Linked DNA regions of Triticum aestivum: region 1 is linked to region 2. The links are chromatin contacts, called in public Hi-C maps. All regions are on one chromosome and are shown on one strand. Each heading gives the region's core, a stretch centred on a gene start, on an enhancer-like site or on the middle of the called end of the contact. The rest is flanking DNA. Distances are from core to core; before and after follow the strand shown. Region 1 holds the start of LOC123052014. Region 2 holds the start of LOC123052009 (probable inactive receptor kinase At5g10020).

Region 1 (4,648 bases), core at 1,050-3,549, 180 kb before region 2:
AGTGGACATTTTTCGATGAGCTCTAACATCCTCTGTTGGCAGCGAGTTCTTTGCTAGCCTCCAAAGAAACATACGTATCTTTCCGGGGACTGGTGTTTTCCATAGCAACTTCCATGATGCCGCATCTCGGTCATTACTGGACGATCCAGAGGAACCATCTAGCCAAGCTTCTCTCCTTAACTTTGTTGCATCTCGGTCATTACTTTTTTTTTGAGACTAACTCGCAAAGCCTTTATTAAACCGTCACAATGTTTACAGGGACGAAAGAAAGATTCCCGGGATGTCCTAACCAAACATGGCGGCCAACCTCGAGAGAAAGTGCGTGCTTTGCAAGTTTGTGAGTTTCAAAATTTGAGCTCCTAAATTCATGAACTATGTTACAAAAATGAAAATCTGAAGACCTATCTATAATTTCTTTGATGACTGATCCATAAGCTGCAGACGTGCCATTCCTCACATCATCTATCACCACCTTGCAATCTGATGCAACATGGATGTTCTGGACGTATAGATCTATTGGATGCATCTCGGTCATTACTATAGCACTAGGTAAGGGCTTGCCAACTGGCGGTCCTACTTGGGTTGCGGTCCACTAAGCACCCTGGTCGCTTTTTCGTAACCTGGAGCTGTTCGCGTCCAGAACTAGGAACCATTTTGGGAATCTTCCCGAAAGTTTTTATCTTCTCTTTTTTTCTGCCTTTTCACATTTTCTTGATTTTTGAGTTTATTAATTCATGAAAAAAATTCAAAATATTTTTTTCATATACATGTTTTTATTAATTCGAAGATATTTTTAAAATTCGTGAATTGTCTTGAATTTGTGCACTTTCTAAATTTTGAGATTTTTTCTGGATTCAATAATGTTTTCATATTTGCGAACATTTTTTTCTTCTGAATTTGTGTTTTCTGTTGAATCCACGAACAATTTTTATATTCTCAAACATTTTTGTTCACAACTTTTTTGAATTCATGAACAAAATTTTATGTTCGTGAATATTTTCAAATTCACAAACAAAATTCAATTATGCAAACAAATTCCAATTCATGAACAATTTTTATATCCACGACCCTTTTTTTGTTTCACGAACTTCTTTAATAATTAGAAGTATAAACCCAACTTATTTTGTTTTTTAGAGCAATCCTGAAAATAGAGAAAGCACAAATTAATATGTGAAAAAGAAACGAAAGAAAAAGATGTCCCTGTCGGACACCCTGCACGTGACTCGTTGGGATTGAGAGGGTACCGTGTTCCTGACCAGGCGCATGAACGGGTCGATGTCCTACAGTAGGTGTGTTGCGCTCCTATGGCGACCTGTTCGTGAGCCTGGACAAAGATTTTAAGAATAATGTTCCTTATTTTTTTTAAATGTAGGAAAATATGGCGACCACTTCCCTCATATCTCTCTCTCATACACACGCATATCTGGCGTTGCTCTCTCGCATCCTCACCATCACGCCGACAAATCCATTCATGTCCAGATCTAGCATGCATAAAAAGATAGGAGGGAGAAGGACTGCATGTATCGACTATAGAGGGGAGGCGACTATAGACAATATTTAGGGGAAGCATGATGCGGGGATACCAATATCAAGAGTACCAAGATACGGATCACCCAGGTAAAGCAAAATGTTTTGTGTGCGAAAGGTTATATCATTGGCAGTGAAAAGGATGTTACTATATGTTGTCATCGGACCAGTGCCTAGGGAAAGAGCACATACTCGCTGCCGCTGTACCAACACTGCCGAGTGAGCACTCCCACATCGCCACGTCGCGGTCACACGCCGCCTCCTGCTCATCGACCCACATGCCAACAACAACATGATCCGACCATGGAATGACAACACAAGGAGCAGATGCCCTACTGCCGCACGGGCTTTGCCCCGACGATGGCAAGAATGAGTTGGTTTCCCAGTGGAGGCTAGGGCTCACCACCCGCGTCGCTCGTGCGGAGCAATGCGGGGCCGGCTAATTTTAGCAAGTCGGATTGATGAACGTCTTTCAGTGATTTACCAACTTCATACTCCCTCCGTTCCCAAAATAGATGACCCAACTTTGTACTAAAGTTAGTATAAAGTTGGGTCATCTATTTTGGAACGGAGGGAGTACAAGGGAGTTCACAATCTGCAAAAGATGATCATTCTCTTTGACATTTTTTTGAGGGATTGTCCTCTCACTCAAGAAGCAAATCTGTTATTTTAGTGGCAAAACACGAGTCATGTTGGGCCAAGAAAAGTACTCGTTCACGGGCCACGGCGCGTCATATTAAATATCAGCCCAATACCAGTTGTAACAGGAAAAGGCTTTGTCCTCGTCGCCGACTCTTTCTCTGTACACCCACGCAAGTTAGCTCTCTCTCTCTCCTCCACCCCGCATCCCCTTCCCCACGCACGCAAACGGCTTACCCCCGTCACGACCTCGCCGTCGCCTCGCCGCCACCGCGCACCGGGCAACCAGGAATCCGCGACCGCCGCCCTTCGAATCGCCGCGAGATGATGACCTCCCGGCGGGCCAGCAGCGGCAGCACCAGCAGCAGCTGCGCGCTCTGCGAGGGATCCAACCTCCCCTCCTGCTGCGCCGCGTGCGTCAACACGAGGTACGCTCTTCTCCGCCCCGCCCCGCCGCCCGTCCGTCCAACCCCGATTCGATCGAAGCTCGCCCTCTCCCCGGCCTGACCCTCGCCCGCCCCCCGCCTCCGCGTCGGATTTTTTTTTTGGTCTGCGCAGGCTGTTCGAGTACCACGCGACGCTGCGCCTGAGGAGGAACCTCCGCGACACCCTCCAGTCTCGCATCGCCGCGCGCCTCGAGGCCAAGGTTGATCCGTCGCTCTCGCTGTGCCCGACTCGCCCGTCCTCTCCAATTCAGTACTAAAACTAGTTTGGGTTTCGGTCTCTCGGTTTGGCAGTCTCCTTGTGTTTGTGCCTCGGGTCTGGAATCTATTGCCCGTTACATGGCTGGACCTAGAGTGATTTGTAGCTCACATTTTATCATTTTACAATTGGTGTTGGAGAACGGTACAGAAATATTATATGTTTCGAATGAAAAGTAGCACAGACAGAGTATAACTTTGGCCTGTTTCGTCTATTTCTGGCAGAGGAAAGCGGAGGAGCAGAGGATGTGGAAACTGAGCAAAGCTCACGACATCAAGGAGCTGAGGGATCGGCTCAGCGAGTTAAAGAGTCGAACTGCGTTAGGTTAATCTCTTTTACTCTTGCGGATTGTATCTTGTTACCAGTTGCCAGTTTGCGGTACTGAGTTGTGGTAATTAATGTGTTTGCAGAGAAGATGAAGATCAAGCAGGCATCGAGTGATCTCAAGGTGAAAAGTGGTACATTGAATGTGGCCTTTATCACGGTAAAATTATTTCTTTCTCAGTGTTTCTCTTTGATGAAATGTGAAATTCACTACTCCCTCCGATCCATATTACTTGTCGCTCAAACGGATGTATCTAGACGTATTTCGGTCCTAGATACCTCCGTTTGAGGAACAAGTAATATGGATCTGAGGGAGTACTAAGAAATTACTGATCCTGAATGTATCTTTTCCACCATCTTCAGCTAAAAACGAAGCAAACCGATTCATCAACGATGCACACCAATGCCATGAAAGCAGCACAGATGGGTCTTGTAAGTCCTAACATGCCTCTTCATTTCTTACTTATTATTCAATATCCATCATTTATGCGATTATGTCTGTCTGTTTTGGTATTCTCTGTAATTGAAATATTTACACTTTTGTGGCAGATGGCAACAACCTCCGAACGTCTGAAACGTCAGTCCAAAGCTGTAAAGCAGCTTTGCAGGTTGTTCCCAATGAGGCGAGTAAGTATTATGGTCTTGTCTGTTTTAGTGGCTTTGTGTTTTCTCCCTATATATGTATATTTTGAGATTCCTAGTGAGAACTTCAGTTGCATTCAACTTTGCTCATATTTAGAGCATGTGACTGTAACTAATTTACTTCTACATATTTCACACACTAGCTTTATATGTTAATAATTTAATTGTTGCATATTCACCTACTAAATTTTTCACATAAAAATGATTAATTTGATATTAATGCTACCTGAATTACCATGCATAGACAAAGATTTATATACCCAATTTTCAATTTGTAGGCTATTATAGATGGAGAAAAGAAGGATGGTCACAGTGATCCGTACGATGTTATATGTGGTGTTCGTCTACCTCGTGGTCTCGATCCACATTCAGTTCCATCAGAGGAGTTATCAGCTTCCTTGGGGTTATACTTCTTTCCTCAAACTACTACTTATTAGTTGTTCTGATATTTATAGTCTCCAATTCACCTTTTTACCTAGCTGTAACACTATGCTCTTGATTACCAGAATGATTAAATGAATGTCCATTCTTTTATGATTCATGGTCGTAAGTAAATTGCACCCTTCCGCATTCTGTTTAATCATGTAAATATCTTATATAAGATTGTTTGTTTCTAAAAAAAATCAGAGCGTAGACCATAGAGAAATGCATTTGATTTTCATTAGTTTATGCAAGTGAAAAATCAGGGCAAGAAGTTACATATGGAGTCTAACAGTCCTATTTGTGAGTTGTGACCAACAAGACTAACATGTTTTGTGTTATTGTAATATTATTTTATTGGGCTAGACAGATTGTTTGAGAACAGTTTGCATTT
Region 2 (5,314 bases), core at 1,439-3,938:
AGTTATGGGAAACTTCTCAAGACTTTTAGGAATAGTTCCTCGTAGATCATTGTAAGATACATTGAACATCTTCAAATCAGCCTGAGGCATATCAGGAATTCTGCCACTGAAGTGATTGTGAGATAGATCAAGATACTCCAATCCTTGAAGCTTGTTTATCTCATCTGGTATCTCGCCAGACAACTCGTTCATCGCAAGAGTAAGGGACTCAAGTCTTTGCAGGTTAGAAATTTCTGGTGGCAACTGACCAGATAAAGAATTGCTGGACAGATCAACAATCTTGAGAGAAGGTTGAGAAGATAGCATTATGGACTCTGTTGAATGAGGGCTCTGAAATGGAATAGTCCCAGAGAAGTTGTTTCCAGAAAGGTTCAACACTGTAAGAGTAGGCGACAGAATAAAAACAGGCAAAACAGGGCCACCAAGTGCATTCAGACTGAGATCAAGGAAAGATAGCTTTTGATAGGTTCCCAACACTGAAGGGACAGATCCCTTCAACGAATTGTTCTGCAACTTCAGGGTAACTAAGTTCTGAAACTGAGAGGCATCATTCGGGTAGCTCCCCTCCAGCTTGTTTGAACTCAAGTCAATCACCTCCACTACGCTATCCCAAGAACGCAAAATAGCTAATTCCCCAGAAAGCAGGTTCCCACTCAGATCAACTGAGACACACTTGCCGACAGTGGCTGGTAATGAACCTGATAGCACATTCGAAGAGAGATTCAACATTTTCAAAGTCGTAGAGTTCACAACTGGCACTGATCCTGCAAAATTACAAGGCACACAAGTCAATTACAGCTGTAGACATATGGCAATTATTCAAAGTTCGAAACTACTGCATGCTCACTAGTCATGAAAGCTGTCCCTATATATTTGCAATAGCATACGATCTGTTGTGATAGCACTGAAATAGTCGCATTGCATAAAGTCATATTAGCTACTTAGCTGGAATAGATCCAGGAACAAGTCTAGCACGGAAGAAACGAAGCGTCAACATGACAATTTTCCTCCTAAGCATGCAAGAGTCAATCAGTTTTTTCGGGGTTAATACTAGTCCACACTTCTATAAAATTTATTGCTAGCATGACATCTTGTAAACCACCCACGCGAGAAAGACCAAAAAAAGAAGTTAAAATAAGGTATAGGCTAGTCATGCATGCGAGCAAACGGTTGCTGGTCATCAGCATGCAAATGCAAATGTCATGATTTTCCGAGTCGCGACAATTTTTTTGGCAGAAAACGACATGCGAAATTCACACGAGAGCCAAATGTTTGGTATGCTCATGGAATCCTCCAAGCAAACAGGCATGTCCAGATTCAAGATGCAGCAAAGAATCTGTGCACGAGGAATTTGCCGGCATTAGAAACATTTGCGTTGCGAATGCCACCAATGCTAAGCACCTAACTCGGTGCTTGTGATCCAAGTACAACAACACTGTGGGAGCTCACTGGGCATCAGCATTGGCAAGGCATCCAAAGTTCAAGGAACAGGTAGCCAACATCACCACTATTCCAACTTGGGTTCAGATTCATGCTACTAGTAGATCGTGACAATTCAACAATATATGTATTCATTCACTCACTGGGAAAAGGGTGAGATACCTGAGAAGCCGTTCCGGCTGAGATCGACCTCGAGAAGCCGCATCGAATTATGCAGGAGTGTCTCAGGCATCATCCCAAAGAGGCCATTACCGGCCACCCTGAAGACCGACAGTGAGAACCACGAATCGAGCCTCGGAACCATCCCGGCGATCCCGGTGTTGCTCAAATCAAGGACCTCCAGGTTCTTGAACGCCCCCACGGTCTCGTTCCTGAAGAAGCCGCCGGCCAGCCTGTTGTGGCTGAGGTTCATGTACCTGGCCGTGTTCCCGATGCTGGTCAGGCTGGCGAGCTCCAAATCGACGGCCCCGGTGAACTGGTTGTCGCTGAGATCAATGTGCTCGGCGTTGCGGAGCTCGGCGAGCAGATCGCTGACATTGCCCCAGAAGGAGTTGCGGCGGAGGTCGATGCGGCGCAGGTTCTGCAGCTCCCGGATCCCATCGGTGGGGAAGCCGGAGGTGAAGTTGTTGTAGGAGAGGTTGAGGTGGACGAGGCCGGAGAGGTCGGCGAGGCGGCCGGGGATGGGCCCGTAGAAGCGGTTGCCGGAGAGGTCGAGGTGGCGCAGCGAGGAGAGGTAGCCGATGGCGGGGGGCAGGCGGCCGGAGAAGGCGTTGCCGGCGAGGGAGAGGTTCTGCAGGCCGCGCATGCCGGCGAGCGTGCCCACCTTGAGCTCCCCGGCGAGGCCGAGCCCGTCGAGCGCGATGGCGACGACGGCGCCGCCGTCGCACACCACGCCGCGCCACCGCGCGGGGCACGCGCCCCCGCCGGCGCCGGCCTCGGGCGCGTCCGGCCGCGACCAGGATCCCAGCACCGGGTCGCGCCGCCGGTCCGAGATGCCCTTCTTGAACTCGAGCAGCGCGGACACGTCGTCGCCCCTGGCGCCGCTGCCGCCGCCGCCGAACACCAGCAGAAGCAAGAAAACGTGGAGCGCGGCCATGGACGCGGGCTGTGGAAACAGGCTGCGGCTAGGGTTAGGGTTGGGAGCAGCGGCGGGGGGCGGCAGCGGCGGCCATTGGAGGGGGCTGGAGCGCCTGCGCGTGGGTGTGTGAGAGGTCTGGGGGGTGGGGGTGGAGGAGATGTGCTCTGAGAAAGGCCAAATTTTTGGAAACGGAAGGGGATGGATGGTAATAATAACGGCGAGGGGAGAGAGAGGTGTCCATTACAGACTGGAAAGTTACAAGTGGTTGCTCTGTTGCTGGTGTTTACCTTAGCTGTGACCCGCTGTTTACTTCTCTGTCACTGTGTAAACTATAGTATAGAATTATTCCTACTCTTATGGGTGTGGATTAAGCAGTGCTTATCTATTAATAGTCTAGTGCTTGGCACTTTTGCAGCTAGTAGTATAGCAACTTGTATAATGAGTTTCTCTAACCTGAAAAAGGTTATAAGATAAACTTATTTTAGTGGTACGTAGTTGCTAGTTTTCTTCATGTGTTTTACATCCAGTTTTTACTACTGGACGGCAATGGGATGGGTCATGAAAAGGGTAACATGAGATGCAGGGTGACCTGTAGTTGGCTCCTGCGTGCTGGATTTTTTCTGGTTGTATGAGAGAAGAAAATGTCTCGAGTGTTAGCAGACAAGGTGCATCACATGATGTCAACACAAATGCTAGGAATGTGGAAAGCGCTTGGAAACAAATTTTGTTATAAATGGACGGCACCAAATCACATGTCACACTCATTACAATCCGAAACCTCGATTTAACAAAACGGTACCATAAAGCAGAAGAAATGTTCAGTTTTCTCTCCGATATGGCACCTATTCAAGAAAGGAAAATTAAAAAAAAAACAGAATCATGTTGTAGTATACTCCCTCAGTTCCTAAATATAAGTCTTTATAGAGATTCCACTAGATGGACTACATACAAAGCAAAATGAATGAATCTATACTTAAAATGTATCTATATACATCCGTATGTGGTTTCTAGTGGAACCTCTACAAAGACTTATATTTAGGAACGGAGGAAGTAGAAAACATCAGCAAGGTTGTAAACAATCAAGAAGGCAGAAAAATAATAATGGCCTCCCAAATCAAGATGGCAAAAGAGGGAGAGAGAAATGAGAAAAAGAATCTAAGCAAATGATGTGTGCAGACACCGGGTACTGGTAGGAAAGCAAGCGCCCCACATGCCCCTAGGCGAGGCGACGCGAGGCTGGTTCAGACTTTGACCCCTTTCCTCCAGCTCACCTGCGCTGCCTTCCTGCTTCTCCATTGCTTTCTTTCCCTCCTTCCCCTCTTTTTTCTACCTCCCCATGCTTTCCTCAGACCACTCAACAACAGAACATGCCGGTAGATAAAAAATTCAGTAACAACTCAACAGAAGTTTACAAGCAAAATCAACGTGAATGATGGCATGGCATGATGATAATTAACAGGGGGAGTTGGAGTGCAGTAGCAGTAGTATTTATTTCAGTACCTTTCAGTTTTAGCAAGACACGGAGCTTAGATTCAGGAGCCTGTCCACATGCCCAATGATAAACTTTGTGTACCACCAGGTGGAGTTTTTATCCCTCGCGCACATCTGAAGGGAAGGCTTAACGCTGCCGATGTACAGGACATGTTTCTCCTGCCCCCCTGACCATGCAAAAAGAATAAAAATGCAGTGATTTCTGAAGACGTTTTTCCTGAGCTCTAGCTTTCTGAAGACGGTTTGCTTGGTTAGGCTTTTTGCTAAAAAAACACATTTAACATGACTCTTTTATGCTTTATTAAGAATGGAAGAAAAATGAGAAAATAAATGTTGATGGTAGTACTACGTGGGGGATTTGATCCGGAATGCCTGTTGTTAGGAGGAAGCAGGGCTATGAAAATGACTCGGCGCGCAGCACTAATCAGCCGATCCGGGAGAGTGATGGGCTTCCGGGCTTGGAGTTTCTCGCCATCAAGGTCCGAGTTGTCCATGACAGAGACGCCAGTGGTGCAAAAAGGATACCACAAGCGGGGAGGAAAAACTAGAACGTGAAGCTTAATCAGCGCTAGGTCAGGGCAGAGGATATGGCTCCAGTTTCGTTTCGTAGAGGGGCCCAGCAGGCAGGCATGATTGGACCTGACTGCACAAGTCAAATATCCCTCCTTCCTCCCTCCCGAATCCTGAGCTGGAAAATGAAATCCTGCATGGAATTTTGCGTGATGATATCAGTGAAATACTAACGACCAAGCTTAACTCGCAATCAGCATCCGGCCATGTGTTGGGTGCAGCCTGGTAGCTGTCCAGAGAGATTACTTAATCTGATCGGGCTCATGGCCGCATTCATTATGCGCCGCGCGGGATGCGGAAACGCGGAAAGAGTGCGATTTTCGTGAGGATTAAGCATGGTATTATCAACCAATTGTTAATTTCAGGCGCCTAATACACACGCATTTGATTCCCTTTGTGTCGTCGCTGTGAAGTGCCTGCGAAGGTTCGCTGCGTGGTTAGGTGGTAACAGATTGGTTTCATGGTTTGTCATCGGTGCAATCCGACGGTGGTCAGTTGGTTTGGAACATGCTTGGCCTTTGGCTGGTGTACTGTACTGCTGATTTGTGCGGGGGAATTAAGTAAGTGTTGTTTCGTCGTCGGCACCGGGGAATCAAGAGCACCGAGTAGAGATTAGCAGTGGCCAGGCCACCGCCCCGGTGGATGAGCTGTTACCAGACCAAACCGAGTAAAACCTTTGGCAGGCACCGCGTTAGACAGCAACAGAAAATGCCCGTTCTTATAACCTGGACCATG

Evidence for each region. A called contact is a pair of places that touch in the nucleus more often than the background predicts.
Region 1: a contact with region 2 is called in a Hi-C map of leaf, with 4 times the contacts expected there. The contact joins the promoter of LOC123052014 here to the promoter of LOC123052009 in region 2. A contact is called at or near these places in 3 of 5 Hi-C or Micro-C datasets (all in leaf).

Annotation. Positions count from the first base shown.
Region 1 is chr2D:113,689,439-113,694,086 of IWGSC CS RefSeq v2.1, reverse strand. LOC123052014 reads left to right here and starts at 2,299. Exons shown (of 12, transcript XM_044475037.1): 1 at 2,299-2,594; 2 at 2,725-2,812; 3 at 3,093-3,192; 4 at 3,279-3,352; 5 at 3,556-3,624; 6 at 3,742-3,819; 7 at 4,113-4,237. The coding sequence starts at 2,491.
Region 2 is chr2D:113,512,005-113,517,318 of IWGSC CS RefSeq v2.1, reverse strand. LOC123052009 (probable inactive receptor kinase At5g10020) reads right to left here and starts at 2,688. Exons shown (of 3, transcript XM_044475028.1): 1 at 1,603-2,688; 2 at 1-764. The coding sequence starts at 2,536.